4 separate regions of the Mus musculus genome follow, and all the other regions are linked to region 3. Evidence: chromatin contacts called from public HiChIP or PLAC-seq and promoter capture Hi-C data. All regions are on one chromosome and are shown on one strand. Each heading gives the region's core, a stretch centred on a gene start, on an enhancer-like site or on the middle of the called end of the contact. The rest is flanking DNA. Distances are from core to core; before and after follow the strand shown. Region 1 holds the start of Gpa33 (glycoprotein A33 (transmembrane)). Region 2 has its middle 5.1 kb from the start of Gm33224. Region 3 holds the start of Mpzl1 (myelin protein zero-like 1). Region 4 holds the start of Sft2d2 (SFT2 domain containing 2).

Region 1 (2,700 bases), core at 149-2,648, 500 kb after region 3:
GTGGAGTTCCTGCCCTAGAAGAGACTCAGAGCGCTGCACTGAATCTCAAGAAGGAGCAAGTTCTGAGCTGCGAAGCCAGGGAAGGCTTCGTGGGAGACATGATGTAGGAGCAGGCCTTTAAAGGATAAGCTGGATAAAATATAATGGGTATAATAGTGGGGAGGGGCTGCCGAGAGAGCACAGTGCACAGTCCTGCAGCAGGAAAGAACGAGCCGCAGCCGGCTAGATGTCTAAGTAGAGACAGAACAGAGGTTACACACCCTGGAAGATAACTCTTAAAAGGGAAGGGACGTTGAAGAGTGAATCCTAGCACACCTTACAGGACAATTTAAGGAGCAGATGGACGTCCGTTCATTTCTTAAGGGCTGCAGAGTCAGCAAGAGAGCCAGAGTAGAGACCCAGCATCAGGGGGTCTGTCCTGAGTAAGATAACCTGACGACAGTGTCCAGAAACTGGAAAATCATCATATACAGTAGGAGAAGGCTAAACTGTGACTAAGCAAAGTGTAACAGGTGAAAAGCAATAAGTTTGTAAGCCAACTAAACCTGGTAGTTAGAAAAGATCACTGTACACAGGGAATTTGTAATACAAGGCAACACCTGGGAAAGCATTTATAGTAATCACTTTATCAAAAGTGAGTTTCCCAAGAACACAAAGACACTCTAGAAACCAGGAAGCCCAAGACCAATAACTATGTAGAAATATGAACAAACTTGGAAAAGGTAACACGTGGTGTGATATTATTCATTACCTATTAAGCAGAACATAGTAGTGCTGTATGTATGAATGCAAAAAAACTCTAAGGTATTTTATTAAATAAAAATATTTAAATGACATAATATCATTTGTACATATTCTATAATGTAGAGTATCTATGGCAGAGCCTGATCAGATAGCTCTCCCGGAGAGCTATTTCCTATAGATATTCTTGGCTGTACTGAAACTGACTCTGCAGACCAGGCTGACCTCAAACTCACAGAGATCTGCCTGCCTCTGCCTCCTGAGTGCTGGGATGAAAGGTGTTTCGGTTCACCTCTTACATTTATTCGAAGGTAACAAACATCTCAGTTGTTTTGGGACTGTGAGGTTTCAGGGCTCCCAGGTTACAAGACTATGGTGTTAGAAACTGAGAGGAAGAACTAAGATACATTGTCATCTTGGTTTCTTGTGTATCTGCTACTTTCCCAAGCCGGGTACCAATTCTGAACACAGGAACTTCCTGTGTCCTCCGAGACCACATTTCTGTCCCAGTGTGGGAGTCAGAGAAGAGAGGAAGGGCAAAGAAAAAGACAATGCCGGGTCTTAATGTGCCTCAGCAAGTGTGGGCAACACCCTGCTTTTACTAGCTTTCACTTCTGAGCTCGCTCCCTTTTTATTACACAGCAACAACATCCCATCAGTTATGAGAGGTCCACACCTTCTGAGAAGCACAGGACTTTGCACTCCTGCTGAAGAGGGAGAAGGCAGGAAGATGGCTGGCTCCAGGAAGGAAGAAGACTCTTGTTGGGGCCTTTCATAGAGTAGGTGGAGCAGGGGCCTCACCCCATAGGTGAGCTCACCTGCCAGTCCGTTGACTGGGTGGGGCATGTGGGCCCAGTCTGGCCCAGGTGAGCTGGAGGAGAGTCACAGGGACTACAGGCTGAACCAGGCCAGAGGCCATAGCTTTAACCAGACAGCCCAGACCTGTCCAGTGCCCTGCCAGTTCCAGACTGGGCTTGTGTCGGGAAAGGAGCCAGACCATGTTGGGGAAGGCAGGATCTGTGGTGTGGATGTTCTGTGCAAGTGAGTACGCCCCTCTGCTGCCAGCTCTGGGGAATGGGTGGGGTGTGTGACCGACTGCTGAAGCAGAGGCAGTCCTAGTGTCCCTCACTTCCCCTGGTCCCAGCAGTGCTCTGTCCCACTGAGCAGAGCTATACATTCTACTGTTTGGTGGGGGCAGTTTGTAGGCCTGGTCCTAAATCAACACAGTCCTTGTCTCCGTTAGCTCCCAAACAACCCCCAGTCCATTGTTGAAATGAGAAACTCAAAGGGTTAGACACAGTATTTGAAATTAAGGATTGCTCTCAAAAACGCCAGGGTGTGGATCTAGATAGATTTACTGCCTAGGGCAGTGGTTCTCAACCTTTCTAATGTGCTGAGCCTTTAATATAGTTCTGCATGTTGTGGTGACCCCCTAACCTTAAAATTGTCATTGTTGTTTCATAACTGCAAATTTGCTACTGTTATGACTCGTAATGTAAATATCTGTGTTTTCTGACGATCTTAAAGGACCCTGTGGGGGGGGGGGGGTAAACCATTCCATCTCCCAAGGGGTGGCGACCCACAGGTTGAGAACCATTGATCTAGGTTTTGGTTTTGGTTTTCCAGTCTTTTTAAAATTAGAAAAAGACACGACCATAAACATGTTAGCACCTATGTCACCCACAGGAAACTTAAAGAGGAAAAAATTTCCTCGATATCCTGCATAGAGCCACAAGCTGGAAAGCAGGCTTCCACAGGCCGGTGCTCCCTGTGTTCCCTGCCTGGCAGAGAACCCCTCCTCCCACCTCTCAAAGCAGCATCAGATGGGTTTGCGGCGGAATAGAAACTAAGTGTTAAATAGCAAAGCAGTTGTGTGGAGAAGGGCAGGGTGCCTGAGGGTGTCTGCATACCGGGGGTCAGGAACGCTGAGAGGAGTTTAGTTCAGAGACCCTAGTTCAG
Region 2 (2,700 bases), core at 6-2,505, 410 kb after region 3:
CGGCAGATCTACCAGCAATCTCTTCTTGGACCTCACAGCCTCTAGAACTGTGGAAGGAAAGTGTCCAGCCTAGGGTATTTTGTCATAGACACCCAAATACAGTGAGACGGTTTCTACTGAACTCTGTTCAGTATAGAATCTGTAGTGTAGGCACTAGAGCTGCCTTTCCTGGGCCCCTTAATCAATTCATTTTACCAAGTTCTGACCTCAAACTTATATCGAAAGGACATTTGCTGAGGTCTAGCCTATCAAATAAGACTTATTATGACCACTTCACCTGCTGGTTCATACTCAACCTTCAGGAGGCATTCAGGGCAGAGAACTCAGAGAAGTTCAAGGCACAGACTCTGGAGATGAGCTAGGTTCTGTCCTGGCCCTGACGTTAACTGGTTTCTATGAGTAAAGTGTCAGTATCCCCATACCTTCACCCCCAAAACGGCAGAAGATGGCAGTGTCTGCTCCTTAGACTGTATGGGAAGACTAGATAGAACAATGGACACACGTGCATGCAGTAGTCCTTGTTCCCCAACAAGACTTCATTCTACTAGAAGCCAATTGACCCTGAGCTTGGCACTGTGTTCCCTTTTTATTTCTTTTAGACAGCCAATTTTTTTTTTTTAATTGGGGGAATGGGTCTCTAGGGGCGGACCTGGGGCCCTCACTGCACAGCTCGCTCATTGGCACCATCTCCAGAATCCTGTGGCTTCATCACATCTGGAAGCTCTGGAGGGCTGAGAAGGGCTTGACGCGCGGAGCTTCGAAGGTGTCATCTGCTCGGAAGGCCAGGTCCACTGTGGCTGGCGCCTGTGGCCATGCTGTCTAACTAGTGAAGCCACACTCGGAGTTTTTCCATCATCAAGAAGCTGGTCGTCCTTGTAAAGTCGCTGCTCCTCTGGCGGCCGCTTGAGGATGCCCTCGAGGAGATGCGCTCCAGTTCCAACAGGGTGCTCTAGCTTCCTTAATGTTCTTAAAGATGGTGGTCTTGCGCGGGATCATAAGAAACACGTCCATCCCCGCGGCTGCTTCAGGCTCAATTAGCTAGCGCGGCTGCGCTCCGCCCCGCCCCTTCTGTGTTACTTTTATCATCAGTATTGTCCCACTCCAAGGTTTATACTCTCAACCTTACACTGTCAACTTAAGATACTGCACAGTGCAGCACTGATTAATCAGTAGCAGGGTGTTTCCTCCTCTGTGTCATCACTACACTCTGGGTTTAATGTCTCCCATCCCCCACCCAGTAACTGTGTCAGGCTTGTGGGATAGGTTTGTGACTTAGCAAGTGTTTACCTAGTACATAGCATGTCCAAGGCCCCAGCTTCATTCCCTGGCACAACAAAACAAAACAAAGGCAACTGTGGGCTCGTGAGTCAGCTCGCCATCAGCCACCAGCTGCTTCCTGCCTGTAGGATGCAGCTTTTGTCTCCCACATACTCTCAGCATAAAACCCTGGTCCAAGCACACACAAACCAAACGCCCACAGTTGAATGGTTCAGTGAGTGAATTAATGAAAATTATCACTGAAACAGCATCTCAACCTTGCTTCTTACAAATAAAATATAATTTAATCTCAAAACATTACATTTACTTCGTGTATATGTAAGGGGGTGGGGTGGGGGTGGGGAGATTACATACTCAGACCATGAGCAAGCTTGTGTGAGCCCCAGAGATCAGACGAAGGTCGTCTGCCTTGGTGGCAAACACTTCTACCCACTGAGCTATCTAGCTGGCACCTATATCATTTTTCAGTGACAGCATCCTTAATGTGGCCCTCCCCAGAAAAAAAGTCTTCATTTTTTAATCTACACTATTAATACTTCACATTTTTTAAAACGGTTTCTTTCAGGATCTTTTAGATTGATAGGAAATAACTGAAAGCACTGTTGAGTTTCCCTACGCCGGCCCAATTTCCCCTCTAGTTGACATTTTACATTTGCCACAATGAATGACCCAGTTCTAATACATTTTTATTAATAAAAGTCCACACTCTCCCCACGATCTCTTTGGGTTTCCTGTTTTCCCAGCGTAGCCTTTGCTGCCCCAGGTCCCTCCCTGTTCCAGCATGCTGTGTTTAGTTGCTACATCTCCTTGGCTTCTCTTGGTTGTGGTGGTTTCTCTCTAAGATCTGAAAAAGTCCCATTTGGGGGGCGTGGGGGGTTGTTCAGGTCAGCCTCCTCCATGACCCTAGCCAGCTGTCATTTTCCTGGAAGGGACTCTTGGATGCAGCTGAGGAAGGTTAAAGGGGGCACAGAATGGGCTGATGGACAGGCTTGAATGAAATTCATTGCTCTTGGCCTTCTAATGAGGTGCATGGCCAATGGCCTTGGGAGGATGCAGCCTCGGAAATACAGCAGAGTCTAACAATCTAGGAAACACAGCACAGTCTAAACCGTGACACACCAGGGACGGGCCATCTGCTTGGGCAGATTTTGGTGGCTTCTCTCAGTAGTCTTGTTAGGCCTGAGCAAGCCAGGGGCAGTGACCTCTCTTCTTGCCATTCACTGACTTTGCTTTCCTCTGGAACCAAATGCTTGCAATCCAGCGTCAGTCGATCCATCTCGTAGGTATACATCCAGGGGATCGAAACTCACACCCCATCATGCTCTCTGGCCACATCACATCAGAGGACGACCCACTGGCAGTGCAGGTGCCCTTTCCATTTCCATTTCCCCTTCCCTCTCTCCCCTCCTCCCCCCATCCCCA
Region 3 (2,700 bases), core at 170-2,669:
AAACCCACGCCTTTTCTGTTTCCTTAGGAGAAACAGGAAAACAAAAACAAAAACAAAACAGATCCCATCTGATACATAAAAAAAAAAAAAAAAAAAAAGAATCTTGTCCATTTTCACCTCCAAGCTATTAACTAGGAGCTTAAATGAAAGCTGGAAATCCAACAGAATCTCACCTATACTCCTGGTTCGAGAGACTACTACATTAAGAACTTTTGCACGAAAGAAAGTACTGAGTAATGGATTTTGAACAAATTACATTTTACACAACAAAAGAATGAGTGGGAGGAACCCCCTCCGTGTTTTCTTAGGAGTTCGACCTCTCGGTAACCACTACTTAGCTGAATTCTGAGACAGAAACAAGTACTTTACTTTGAACAACACACAAAAAAAGTCCTGGGGCAGACACTACTTCAGACGCCCCATAAAACAACTCGTCCAAGACGTCATATAAACCGAGCCGGAGCCTTTATCAAAAACTTAAGCCTGGTTTATTTGGTAAGGGCCTGAGAGGGGGGCTTTTAAAATCAAAGTAAAAGCATGCTTTGTAAATGTTCGTCTTGTCAAACTATCTTGCCCATGTTTACCATTAATACGAATTCGACCGAATTCTTTCAAGCCTTTGCATTCTAGGCTAGAAGTAACGTAAATTTCGCCTCTGTGATTTACAGACCCCAGAGATGAAATAAATGAGAGTCTGAGTTTTCAATCATAGAGCCTTAAGAATTGATCTGAGCGCATTCGAAATAGATCTTACCAGGTAAAGGAAAAACACTGGTTTAAACAAGGAAATAAACCAACAAAGGCCCACAGGTGAAAAATCCTGCAATCTTCCGCCATCTCCCAAAGGTGGAGAACATCAATTCCAGAGTCGGACTCCCGGGAGGTCCTGGGCAACTCAGAATCGCCAGGAGGCGACCGCAGGGGACTGGGCGTGAGTGGGCTCCTGGGACTGTCCCCAGGGAGCTGCAAGGTAGGGAGCTCCCTCACCCCTCCCCGCCCCACCCCCCTCGCCCTCTACGCAAAGGGATCCAAAGAAAGAGGTTCCTCGGCTCCCGGCCGCGCTCCCCGGGCGGCGTGCCCAGGCCCCAGAGCTCGCAGGCCGCGCCCCCTCCCCTCCGAGGCGCCCCGAGCGCGCGCACGGCCGCGGAGCCCCCGCCCGACCCCGGCTCGGCATCACTCACACAGCCCGAGCATCGCGGCTAGCACCGACCACAGCCAGCGCCGGCGGGCCGGGGCCGCAATCAGTGCCACGGCTCCGACGGCCTCTGCCATCCTGCTCCCGCCGCTCCGTTCCGCCCGGCTTCCCGCTGCGGTCGGCTGGCTTGCCTTAGACCACACAGCTCTGTCCGGATCGCGGCTGCGAGCGCGAGGACACCTCCACGCCACCGCTCCCCGCTCCCGGCCCCAGTGGCCAACCGCCAGCCTTCTGCCCAGCTCCAGCCCCTGTGCCCGCCCCACTGCTCGCTCATTGGTCCTCCTGGCAACCTGGGAAAGAAGCCATTGGACAACTCGACTCCCTGTCAGCCCCCTCGGGCAAGGCCCCGCCCTCCGGGCCCCGCCCTTGGTGTGATCTGTGCAGCATGCCCGCGTACTGTGCCTCTGCAGCCGCATTACTTTGAGCCTGCCTGCGTGGCTGGTCGTGGGGCTGCCCTCCGGCCCACCGCCGCCAGAGGCTGCCCTCCTCTCTGAGGGGCCAGTCCCACAGTTCTCTTAATGTCCCTCCCCGCGGTCTCTTCCAAGTCCGGATATCATTTCCGACTAGGATCTGCTTGGTTACTCCTGGCCTCACTCACCTAAAGAAAAGCAATTAATTTAGGGACCGGGTGGGGGAGGGGAGGAGTGAAGTGAAGAGAGAGGTGAGGAAAGACTTCCATTCAGTGGTCGAGATAGAAAAAGACCCACCATCTCTTTGACCTTTGCCGAGTATCTGTCTTTGCCTGAACTGGATCATTTGCGTTGCAACATGAGAAGTCTCCATCTTGCCCTAACCTCTGAGCAGGCCCTTTTTTGGCTTTTCAGAGGACAGGAAAGGAATAGGAATTGGAACTCTTTCCCGCCACCTAGATAACCAGTGACTGCACTTACTGTTTGTTTAGCATATCAACGTCCCTCGGCCTATAGATGAAAAGTTAGGACGGAGGCGGTGCCTTACTTCAATTCTGAAAAGTGCCGGCTGCTACTAGTTACCCAGCAAACCCTAAAGAGAGGGAGGATTCTGAGAATGGTCTTCAAAGGGGGAAAAAGGAGGGACCAGACACAAAACAGATTAGAGTGAACGAAGAACGGGAAAATCCAAGTGAGAGTTTGGAGGAGGAAAACAAGTTTTAGGAACAAGACTATAATAGGCGGAGCGTAGTCCAGTAGACCAAAACGCGGCCTCTCCTTTCAGGATTTTGTCAAAAGCCAGTCTTAACAGTGTCCTTCCGATGTTTCCAGTGGCCTAGCCCCTTAACCTTGCAGTAGAGCAAGTTCCTAATTACTAGGCAATTGGAGAAAACCAAGAATGCATATCGCAGCTATTTTGCCTTCCGGTTAGCAGGTCCTGCCCATCGGTGGCACTTTACTTTCAAGGAGCACACATTGGAGTTTTAATAACCAAGAGTTTAGCAGGAAAGTAGAAAGGGCAAGCTGTGGAGGAGTCTGAGAAAGAAGGACTGTCTCAAGTTTGAGGCCAGCCAGCCTAGGCTGCATCAGGAGTTC
Region 4 (2,700 bases), core at 12-2,511, 440 kb before region 3:
CAGCCTCTGGGAGCCACAGCTGAGATTCCTCCACACTGCCCTAACTGCCTGCTTACCGCTTCCACTAATGCTTCTGAAAAGTACCTTAATTTGTTAATTTGTTCTGTTACTCTAAGAACTTATCAAACTGTTATCATGTTGGAACACTGAGTTTGCAGAAACCTGAATCTGTCCTGGGGCCATGGTCACTCGTATTTGGCTTCAAAATAATTTATTCTCTTTGAGATGCAGTTGTGTTTTGTTTTGTTTTTTTGCAAAGACAAAACTCAGAACAAAATCAACCACAGAAGTGAGCGCAGAATGTTGGGGAAACCACAAGAAAGTCAAGTAAACACTAAAGAGGAACTCCAATTTCCAAGGAAAAGGGGCTATTGCATCTCGTTCAACACCCTTCTTTCTCAGAAGGGGAAACCGGGGCTAAGGATACATCAAGTAAAACGTAATTCTGTCTTCAATCAAGAAAGGAAATGTAAACAAACTTCCAAAGCACCCAAAATATGACATTCTGAGTGGCTCTGGAGCACAGGACTTTTGTGGTCAAGTTTCAGAGCCATCAAAGCCCTACTAACAAAACAAACACACTGGCAGTCTCCGAGCGTGGTGAGAATCTATAGTTTAGAAAGTAGCCCTGGAGATTCGGAGACCTGGTAAGTCCCTGTTATCAGGCGTTCACGGAGTTTTACAATTACAAAGCAGAACGCATAAGGTCTGGCTCTCACACCCCACAACCTAAACTAGTCCGCGATCCGGCGGTGGATCCTTCCACGAAGGCCGCCGGCCTCGCCCAACTCCAAAGGGCTCTCTCTCCCTGGCCGGTCCGGCTGGGATGGGGCTCGGGGCCCGGATTCCAGGAGGCCCCGGGATCCACACTCCCACTCCACAGATTTCTGAGGTCTTGCTTCAGAGCCTCAAGCCCTTCGGAGGGAAGGTTGGAGAGGGTTCGGGAGCCACGCCTTCCACAAAGCTCGCGCTGCCACCTGTGGCTGTGTCCCGGCAGAGCTCGGCGCGGCGGGCCGGAGGACAGCAGGGCAGCTGTCCAAGAAATGCCAACTCCCCCGGTGCACGCACCTCGGACAGACCGCTGCGGTCCTCGGTGTCCTGGCCGCTCAGAACTTTCTTCAGCTTGTCCATGTCAGGGTCCCGACCGCCGCCTTTGGCGTTCGCTCCGCCTACCACTCTTCGGGGTGCGCAGCCGCCGCCCCTCCGCCCGCTGCCAACCACGGCGCGCCCCGCCCAGGCACCTGCCCACCTGCCCGCCCGGCATGCCCCGCGCCAGCCACGCCCCCTGAACGAGCTCCTTGGGGTCACCCGGGGCGGGGCCGAGAGAGTCGGGGTGAAGTCGGCCAGGCGATACCTAACCCGGAAGCTGGCTGCGCGCCCGGGCTTCACGGATTCGTTCCAGCGCCCAGCACCACCATGTGCCAGGGCCTGGAACAACGCAGGCCTTTCGCAAACTTACCCATGGATGCTGAAGTTAATCCGCTGGTGGTTGTACACCGCAGATCTATAAAAATATATATTTCCCACGTTAAGTAGAACAAATCAGTGTGCAACAGGCTGGAGCAGTACAACCCTGTGTATTCTTAAAAGCAGCAATTCCTACGTCATCCCTAGGGGAAATGGCTCGGGAGATATGACTTGGGCAACACCTGAACAGATGGCAAGTGGTGAGAAGAATCAATATTTTCGTGTTTGGTAAATGCTTTACTTCAATCAGTCTGCAGCACTACTGAGGCTATGAAGCAGAATCCATATGAAGTCATGGGCTCTTCCAGACAGGACAGAAATTTGCTCACCTTGCACACTGGTGGCCAGAGATATCTGGAACACCTATGTTAAGATTAAACTAGTTCAGAAAAGGCACTGAGACCAAGGTGTAGCTCAGTGAGAGAATGCTTGCCTAGCATATGCAAGGCTTTGGGTTCAGTTTCCACCACTGTCCCTGCTTCCCAAAAAAGGGAAAGGAGACCACAGAGGAACTTCAGAAACACCCCCTAGGTCACTTTACCTCCCACATATTTTCATGTGAGGTCTCCAGCGTCCTTCTTCACTTGTATAAAAACATAAAAACATAAGACCAGCTGCTGCTGCCTCTGCAGGGACTCCTCTTACCTGCCACATTTTCCAGTGAGTCCTTACACCTCTCTGTAAGACGTCAAACATCAGAGCACAGTGCAAAGGCTGTGTCCTGAAAGATCCACTCTAGCTCTGTCATTTGCCACTTAGGAGGCCTTGAGCTAGAAGCTCCTTAGCCTTTCTGGTCCCCAGCTGATTTCCTCTGTAGAGTGAGCACAATGGCTTCCAAACGTGACTGTGGAAAGCAAGCATGACTGTATAGACAGGTCTGGAGCAGAGGGGAATTTAAATAGCATTTAGTAGAAGCTGTCCTTGTTCTCTCCTAGCCTGATGGCTTTTCCAGCCACCTGTGGTGAGGTGATAGAACTGGCCCCCACAGGCTCATGTGTAAACACTTGGCCCATAGGGAATGGTACTACTAGGAGGTGTGGTCTTGTTGGAGTAGTTGTGGCCTTGTTAGAGGAAGTGTGTCACTGTGGGGGAAGGTCTCCTATGCTTTGACGGCTCCTATGCTCAAGCTCTGCCTACTGTGGTACATAGTCTCCTGCTGTCTTTAGATCAAGATGTAGAACTCTCGGGTTGGAGAGATGACTCAGTGGTTAAGAGACACTCAGATCAGTAGTG

The links. Promoter capture Hi-C pulls out the DNA fragments that hold promoters and counts their contacts. HiChIP or PLAC-seq counts read pairs in DNA pulled down with a chosen protein or histone mark.
Region 1: a contact with region 3 is called in an HNF4G HiChIP or PLAC-seq map of pancreatic cancer cells. The contact joins the promoter of Gpa33 here to the promoter of Mpzl1 in region 3. A contact is called at or near these places in 1 of 39 promoter capture datasets (pre-B cells), 1 of 484 Hi-C or Micro-C datasets (natural killer cells), 14 of 115 datasets of contacts at active chromatin or transcription factors (acute myeloid leukemia, bone marrow-derived macrophages, embryonic basal ganglia and 9 more) and 3 of 9 other capture datasets (embryonic stem cells, liver and macrophages).
Region 2: a FOXA1 HiChIP or PLAC-seq map of pancreatic cancer cells shows a contact between it and region 3. The contact joins the enhancer-like site here to the promoter of Mpzl1 in region 3. A contact is called at or near these places in 2 of 39 promoter capture datasets (cranial neural crest and maxillary cranial neural crest), 1 of 484 Hi-C or Micro-C datasets (CD8 T cells) and 5 of 115 datasets of contacts at active chromatin or transcription factors (the SCID.adh cell line, embryonic limb bud, embryonic stem cells and 2 more).
Region 4: a promoter capture Hi-C map of pre-B cells shows a contact between it and region 3. The contact joins the promoter of Sft2d2 here to the promoter of Mpzl1 in region 3. A contact is called at or near these places in 7 of 39 promoter capture datasets (the C10 cell line, cranial neural crest, erythroid cells and 3 more), 4 of 484 Hi-C or Micro-C datasets (B cells, the G1E-ER4 cell line and uterus), 4 of 115 datasets of contacts at active chromatin or transcription factors (embryonic stem cells, extraembryonic endoderm stem cells and memory CD8 T cells) and 1 of 9 other capture datasets (liver).

Annotation. Positions count from the first base shown.
Region 1 is chr1:166,128,823-166,131,522 of GRCm38.p6, forward strand. Gpa33 (glycoprotein A33 (transmembrane)) reads left to right here and starts at 1,399. Exons shown (of 7, transcript NM_021610.2): 1 at 1,399-1,782. The coding sequence starts at 1,740.
Region 2 is chr1:166,042,681-166,045,380 of GRCm38.p6, forward strand. It overlaps the pseudogene Gm7626. Among named protein-coding and RNA genes, the nearest start is that of Gm33224, 5.1 kb to the right of the region's middle. Within about 2 kb of position 1,256, at least 82 of the 459 cell types and tissues checked have an H3K27ac peak or open chromatin away from gene starts, as enhancers often do. A contact at or near this core is called in CD8 T cells, the SCID.adh cell line, memory CD8 T cells and 1 more, where this site is marked.
Region 3 is chr1:165,633,122-165,635,821 of GRCm38.p6, forward strand. Mpzl1 (myelin protein zero-like 1) reads right to left here and starts at 1,420. Exons shown (of 6, transcript NM_001083897.1): 1 at 1,182-1,420. The coding sequence starts at 1,272.
Region 4 is chr1:165,193,172-165,195,871 of GRCm38.p6, forward strand. It overlaps Sft2d2 (SFT2 domain containing 2), which reads right to left and starts at 1,262. Exons shown (of 8, transcript NM_145512.4): 1 at 1,069-1,262. The coding sequence starts at 1,131.